2 separate regions of the Mus musculus genome follow, and region 2 is linked to region 1. Evidence: chromatin contacts called from public HiChIP or PLAC-seq data. All regions are on one chromosome and are shown on one strand. Each heading gives the region's core, a stretch centred on a gene start, on an enhancer-like site or on the middle of the called end of the contact. The rest is flanking DNA. Distances are from core to core; before and after follow the strand shown.

Region 1 (3,586 bases), core at 393-2,892:
GCTCCCATGTATATCGAAGTTAGAACCCCAGGGGCAGAGGCACCAGCATAAGATGGAGGAAGAGCAGTCCACTGGAGAAAAAGTCTGTGGAGAAATGGAGGGAAAGTGACCACCTATGTCAGATGTGTTAGGACATGGCTTCTGATCTGGTTATCCTGGAAAATGAATTGGGACAGAAGCATCATGAGAGCTGGGAATGTAGTTCAGTGGGTAGGACATTTGCCTAGTATGTGTGACACTGCCTTAGGTTCCATTCTTGGACCATATAAATAAACCAGGCACATTAACACAGGTGTGTAATCTCAGAGCTCAGGAGGGAGACAAGAAAATGGGAAATTGAGTATCATTGGCTACTTAGAGGACTTGAGGCAAGACTGGACTACATAAGGAAAAGAAGAGCATGACTGAAGACAGGAGCTGCCCCAGGTGTGGAAACCCTCATCCAAACCCCCATGCCTGTCAGTCATTAGCGTTAAAGCCAGCCATCTCTTGATTGTGGTTTGAAAGGTATATGCTTCCTGGGAGGCAGAGGCAGGTAGATCTCTGAATTCATGGCCAGCCTGGTCTACACAATGATTTCCAAGACAGCCAGGGCTACCCAGAGAAACCCTGTCTCAAAAAAAAGGGGGGGGGGGCTTGTTTGTCAAAACTTACAACTGCTCATTGCTTGCCATTTTATGTGCAATTACAGTAGGTCAATTAGGACAAAATTATCACACACACACAAAACTCCAGGTTCCATTGCATAATAGTTATTGGGGTGGAGTTCCTTGGTTATATCTGTACACCTGGATATTTATTGACATGTCAACCAAGGGCGAGTAAGGTTACACTTTCCTAAGCCGACTGGCTGTGGTGTCTTTAAATACAGTTTACAGTACGTAGGATTAGAAAAAAATAGGATTAGAAGTAGTGAAGAATGACTGAAGAGGTGTACTGTTTTAAATAAAGTGGCCAGTCAGGCATAATAGTACAGACTTGTAATCCTGGCTCTCCCAGAGGCAGAAAAGCAGGCGGAATTCTAGGAGTTCCAGGCCAACCAAGACTACATTGTGAGTTTCAGAGCAGCCTAAGACTACACAGTGAGTCCCTGGTTAAACAACAAAAAGGATTCAGAACAGGGTGTGTCGACAAACCTCAGCACTCCTACCAGGCAGTGGTGGCGCACACCTTATTAATCCCAGCACTTAGGAGGCAGGGGCAGGCGGATTTCTGAGTTAGAGGCCAGCCAGTGTTACACAGAGAACCTTGTCTGCAAAACAAAACAAAACTCAGCACTCCGGAGCCAAAGGCAAACGCCTCTCTGGGTTGGAGGTCAACCTCAGCTACACAGCGAGTTCCAGACACCAGCTAGGATGACACAATCAGATGTCTACTTCTGCCTACCTGGAAATTACCATGTCCTTCTTTGAGTGTCACCGCGTCGCAGCATCAGCTGCTTAGGCGTTGGGACGGTCATGACGCGCTGCCCACTCCAGTCAAGTAGGTGACGTCTCTGGCCACACCCCCAAAGCCGCAATGCCGCCACGCCCCTTTGCCCCACGTGTCTGCGCAGCAGACCCTCCGCGGGTCGGGGCGGAGCCTACATGGAGAGCCCGCCCACTGGCCGGCCCACATCGCCGGAAGCGGAAACGGCGCCGGGCGCCGCTGGAGGACTCTTAACTGCCGCCGCGATGCCGAAGGGTCCCAAGCAACAGCCGCCCGAGCCCGAGTGGATCGGGGACGGCGAGGGCACGAGCCCCGCGGGTGAGTGGGGAAGGAGGCAGGAGTGGCGGGGACGGCGGCGGCCTCCATGGAGCGTGGGTCCTGCGCATGTGCGCCGGGGCAGAGGCCGCGTGCCCCGGGCCGTCCTAGAGCCCAGAGAGGCGGACGGGAGACGGGAAGACCATATGTCACCGAGGGAGGGACGGCAGGACAGGAACTAGAATTGTTGACTTCTTTCCTACCGCGGTGAGGGAGCGTGCCTTGAATCGTGTGGTGCGCTCCCAACTGCACTTGCCTCCCTCCCAGAGAACAACAGCTCCTTCGTGGACTCCAAAGGCTCGGTCCCGCTGGACTGCACTAGGTGCTGTCTTTATGTCAAGGGCTAGGATCAAGGTTTACTTTAATACTCATGCGATGTGCTTTGTGCGTGGTATAAAGGTCTCTTTTTTTTAAGACGTTCTCTCAGCCAAGCCTTGGGGGAACACGCCTTTGATCCCAGCATCAGGAAGCCGAGGAAGGCGGATCTAAGTGAGTTCGAGGCCAGCCTGGTCTACAAGGCGAGTTCCCTGACAGCGAGGCCTACACAGAGAAGCCCTGCCTCGAAGAAAACAAGATCACTCTACATAGCCCTAGCTGTCCCAGAACTCACTCAGTAGACCATGCTACCCTCCAAGGCACAGAAATCTGCTTGCTTCTGCTTCCCAGGTGCTGGGATTAAAGGTGTGTGCCAGGATAGATTTAGGAACACTAGGCTCTGGCAGTGACTTTTGTAAGAAGTGTCAAAGAAATAGTAAGGAAGTGAAGACTGAAGAGTTGCTGTCAATCAAGTGCCTGGTGCAGAACTAAAGACTGGGCAGATAAAAGGGTACAGAAGGATGTCACTCTATTAATCAAAGTGCAGTTTAAGGAGTGGGTAGTGAGCTGGGCAGTGGTGGTGCACGCACGCCTTTAATCCAAGCACTTGGAAGGCAGAGGCAGGCAGATTTCTGAGTTCCAGGACAGCCAGGGCTACACAGAGACACCCTATCTCGAAAAAGAAAACAAAACAAAATAAGAGAGTGGGTAGTGGACCATTAGTAGGTAGTAGTGCTTGAGAAATACCTTTAATTAAAAGGTGTTTTGTTCTTTGAGGTGGGATTTCACTATGCAGCCTGACTAGTCTGGGACTCACTATGTAGATCAGGCTGGCCTGGAACTCATAAAGATCCATGTGAGTCTGCCAATTGAATGTTGGTGTTACAGATGTGCACCAACATTCCTAGCTGGAAAGAAAACAAACAAACAAAAAATTAGTATTTTATGTGTATGGGTGCTTTGCCTTTGTACTGCACACATTCAGTGCCTTTGAAAGTCAGAAGAGGGCGTTGGGTATCCTGGACCTGGAGTTTCAGGGAGGCTTGTTAGCTAGGCTTAGAACCCAGGTCCTCTGGAAGAGCAGCCAGTGCTCTTTTTTTTTTTTCTTCTTCTTTTTTAAAGATTTATTTATTATTATATGTAAGTACACTGTAGTTGTCTTCAGACACACCAGAAGAGGGAGTCAGATCTTGTTAGGGATGGTTGTGAGCCACCATGTGGTTGCTGGGATTTGAACTTGACCTTCAGAAGAGCAGTCGGGTGCTCTTACCCACTGAGCCATCTCACCAGCCCCCAGCCAGTGCTCTTAACTACTGAGCCATCTCTCCAACCCTGAAAATAAAAAAAAAAAGAGAGAGAGAGAGAGAGTAGTGTTGGACTGTAAGGTGGAAAACATGCAAAAATTATTTTTTTTATGTGTATGAATGTATTGCCTGCATGTATATAACTGTACCATGTGTGTGCCTTGTCGGTAGAGGGCATCTGACCCCCTGACAATGGAGTCACAAGTGGTTGTAAGCTGTCATGT
Region 2 (3,773 bases), core at 171-2,670, 270 kb before region 1:
TTCCTCCTGATGTCTCACTTGTCGGGGATGGATTCCCTTGCCCTATGGAAGATTTCAAAGTCTGCACCCACATCCTAAATGTCTCGAACAACAGAGATGCAGATAGCAATTACTTTTCACTCTGTGCCTCCCAAACTGGCAGACATATGAGGGTGCTATGAACAAGGGAACCTTGTACATAGCCTACCACCTGACTGGGTATGGGACCTGCATGTTAGTTCATTTGGCCACGCCATTTCTCATGGCATTCAATTCTTCCACTTAATAAAAGCAAATTCCAAGGTTCATACCTCAACTGTCCATGTTCAAAGGAAGCTTTCAGATAAGCTGCCTTCACATTCAACACCTTTGGAAAGCTCTTCTGCATACAATCTTATGAAAAATGACTTCAGTAGGACTCTAACTTAATGCTTTTATTGATTATTTGAAAATTTCACATGATGTATCCCAATCCCATTCACATCCCAGTCCCCCAAGTTGGCCCTCCCTTATACTCTCCCCCCCCCCCACACCAAAAAAGGAAAAATACCAAGTTTAATTCGTGTTGCCCATATACTTACTGAAGCGTTGTCAAACTCCCAGTGGCCAGCCTCTTAAAGATACCTGGTTCCTTCCTCACCCCGCCCCTGACAGAAGCCATCAGCTGTGTCAGGTCAGCATCCTTATCACAATTTTTAAAAGTTCTCTTCAGTGGCTTTTCTTTTTCTTTTTCTTTTTCTTTTCTTTCTTTCTTTTTCTTTTTCTTTTCTTTTCTTTTCCTTTTCTTCCTTCCTTCCTTCCTTCCTTCCTTCCTTCCTTCCTTCCTTCCTTCCTCCCTCCCTCCCTCCCTCCCTCCCTCCCTCCCTCTCTCTCTCTCTCTTTCTTTCTTTCTCTGTGGGCGATAAGGAAGAGGTTCTCACAGAAGCGTTCTATGTCTCTCATTCTCAGACTGAAATCATACATACCCTGGCCTTTATAGTCAGCAGCACGCCCTTAGGGCTTCAGCCTGGCAGTTTCTGGCTTCAGTATGGACCACAGTGTGGCACTCAGCAGCACGCATTTGGGACTTCCGCGGTTGCGGGCACTAGTTATAAAGTCCACCCAGATCCGCAGGAATCAAACCCGCCCTTAAAGTCTAGATCTGCCTGATGGCGCTCTGCGGGTTTCTCCTATGGCTGGCAGGCGTTCTAGCCCCCGCCACAGTCCTGAGCTGGTGACTGCGGTGTCCTGAGGGAATTGGCCTCTGCGGGGAGGAGCGGGTGGGTGGAGTGGGGCTCCACTGGGGAAGCCCCGCCCCTGCATCGCCAGCTGAACCTTCCGTCTCTTCTCCACCCGGGTCCCAAACCCTAAGCCCTGCTCCCCTCCTGGCCAGAGCACCGTCCTGGAGTCCTGGGAGGACGTCGGAGTTTCACCGCCCGCCATCCACAGGCTCACACTAGCTGTGGTATTCCCTCATCGCCGCCTCCGGACCCGCCTGGGCCTCAGGGAGCCCGGTATCATGGAACTCAGTTTAGTGAACCACAAGGAATTCCTGCCATTTGATAAAAATGCCCTGGCCCCAAGCCATGTGGCTAGAGCAGGAGGGGATGGAGTACCAAGAGCAAGAGACACAGAGAGCCAAGAATGAGGAGCAGATTTTCCAAGTGAACCCTGCTCTTAGCTACTACAACCAGCCCTTTATAGTAAGCAGCACGCATTTTGGACTTCTACAAGGCTTCTGGCTCAGCATGGACCACAGCATCTCAGTCTGTCCTAAGTTTTATCTTCTCCCCTAAAGATTTATTTATTTTATGTATATGAGTACATTGTACATTGTAGCTGTCTTCAGACCAGAAGAGGGCATCAGATTCCATTACGAATGGTTGTGAGCCATGTGGTTGCTGAGATTTGAACTCAGGACCATAGGAACAGTGGTCAGTGCTCTTAACCACTGAGCCATCTCTCCAGCCCCCGTGAGTTCACATTTTTAAAGCATCTTTCCAGGGATCGGCTCTTCTCTGATATTTCCAGGAAGACTTCAGGCTCTGCTGATTCCTCTGCTGCCTCCTCCGCCTGGGAGCCTCCATGGAACTCTCAGGCTCCTCAGAGCTACTCCTCAGGCTGCAGGCAGGAAAAGTTTGGGTGGACCTACTTGAAGCTCAGGATCTGAGCCCAAGTTAATTTGTCAAAGAGATGGTGGCTCCCTTTACAAAGCTCCTATGTGCTTGTTCCTTATGCAGGAGTCTGATGGAAACAACCTGCTACTTACAGTTTCCTTAACCCACTACTATCCAGATGTTGGCAGCACACACTTTTAATCTCAGCACTTGGAAAGCAGAAGCAGGTAGATTTCTGAGTTTAGGCCAACCTGGTCTACAGAGCAAGTTCCACAACACCCAGGGCTACATAGAGAAACTGTCTCTAAAAACAAAACAAAAATACCATGACTCTGGTACATGGTCCAGCCAGTTCTACAATTGCATTTGACCTTATGTTAACTTCATATTTAACCACTTATTGATTTGTATTAATCTTAATGTAAATTTTGTTCTTGTTAACTTTGTCTCTTAATGTTTCTGACACGGTTGTACAGTTATCACCACCTGACTCATGTTCTGTATCTTCACCATCTATTAGGTTATTTTGTGTCCCCATAGATGGACCCCCTACTGAGGTACACGAACTACTTCTTCTACATAGTGGGTTTTGTCATCTTGAAAGAGTTACAGCCTGCCTCAGTCCCTGACTGGAGATCTCTGAAAGGGAGCCATACACATCAAATAATAAAAACAATATAGAGAGCCATCAAGAAAGGCAGTCGCTCTAACACGGGAGGACCTGAGTTTGATCCCAGGGATCCACAGGTAAGAAGACGCAGGTCTCTTGAAATTTATTCTGAGGCTGTCACAGTACTTGGCGGAATACATGAACACACACACAAACACACACTCCCTACACACAAACATATCACCACTACCACCAGGACCATCACCAACACAAACAAACAAAGACACAAAGCACACCAGCTTTTGTTCCACATGTGACTTTTTTTTTTTGGGGGGGGGGGGGGGGTTTGAGACAGGATTTTTCTGTATTGCCCTGGCTGTCCTGGAACTCACTTTGTAGACCAGGCTGACCTCGAACTCAGAAATCCCCCTGCCTCTGTGTTGTGTCCGGCCAGCAGACCACAACCTGGGTTCTAGCCTGGAAAGGCATTTTGGAAACCTGGAAGAGAAGAGGGGCTAGGTGGCGAGAGAAAGAAATGTAGCCAAGACAGTTATTCTGATCAAAGCTCAAATTTTACTGTTGTGACACTCAGTTATGAAGGAAGGGGGAGGGGACCCGATTCCCGCCGAATAATCTCAGATCCAGTAGTAGGGTGAGCACGTGATGGCTTCAGAACAGCAAAGCAGCAGGTTTCAGCAGTGGGCGTGGCAGAGAGAATGAGCAGGAAGCTCCACCCCTGAGCAAGCAGGTTTCAGGCTGGGGGAGGGGAGACTACACCTCTGCCTCCCGAGTGCTGGGATTAAAGGCATGTGCCACCACGCCCGGCTCAACATGTGATTTTTATGCCCATTTTGGGATAAAGAGTGGTGTGACCACATCCCCAGGTCCCTCACCCACCCTCCCACCCCACCCACCCCATGAATTAACAGTCAGGAGTAGTGTGGGCACAGAAAGGAGTCTGGCTGTAGCTGAGTGCAAAGACAAAAAAGTTCTCAGAAGGATGGCTTGTGGCAAAGTCCTATCCCCAGGAAAGACCCACAGCCTCACTGCCCCAGGCCAACCTGACAACAGTCTGCCCTTTATCCACT

The links. HiChIP or PLAC-seq counts read pairs in DNA pulled down with a chosen protein or histone mark.
Region 2: a FOXA1 HiChIP or PLAC-seq map of pancreatic cancer cells shows a contact between it and region 1. The contact joins the enhancer-like site here to the promoter of Abcf1 in region 1. A contact is called at or near these places in 2 of 39 promoter capture datasets (cranial neural crest and pre-B cells), 2 of 484 Hi-C or Micro-C datasets (both in embryonic stem cells), 2 of 115 datasets of contacts at active chromatin or transcription factors (the SCID.adh cell line and pancreatic cancer cells) and 2 of 9 other capture datasets (adipose tissue and liver).

The regions. Positions count from the first base shown.
Region 1 is chr17:35,967,806-35,971,391 of GRCm38.p6, reverse strand. It overlaps Abcf1 (ATP-binding cassette, sub-family F (GCN20), member 1), which reads left to right and starts at 1,642. Exons shown (of 23, transcript NM_013854.1): 1 at 1,642-1,746. The coding sequence starts at 1,674. It overlaps Gm32655 (a long non-coding RNA gene), which reads right to left and starts at 1,607. Exons shown (of 2, transcript XR_385568.4): 1 at 1,387-1,607.
Region 2 is chr17:36,235,123-36,238,895 of GRCm38.p6, reverse strand. No RefSeq gene overlaps it. Among named protein-coding and RNA genes, the nearest start is that of Rpp21, 21 kb to the left of the region's middle. Within about 2 kb of position 1,420, at least 65 of the 459 cell types and tissues checked have an H3K27ac peak or open chromatin away from gene starts, as enhancers often do. A contact at or near this core is called in the SCID.adh cell line and pancreatic cancer cells, where this site is marked.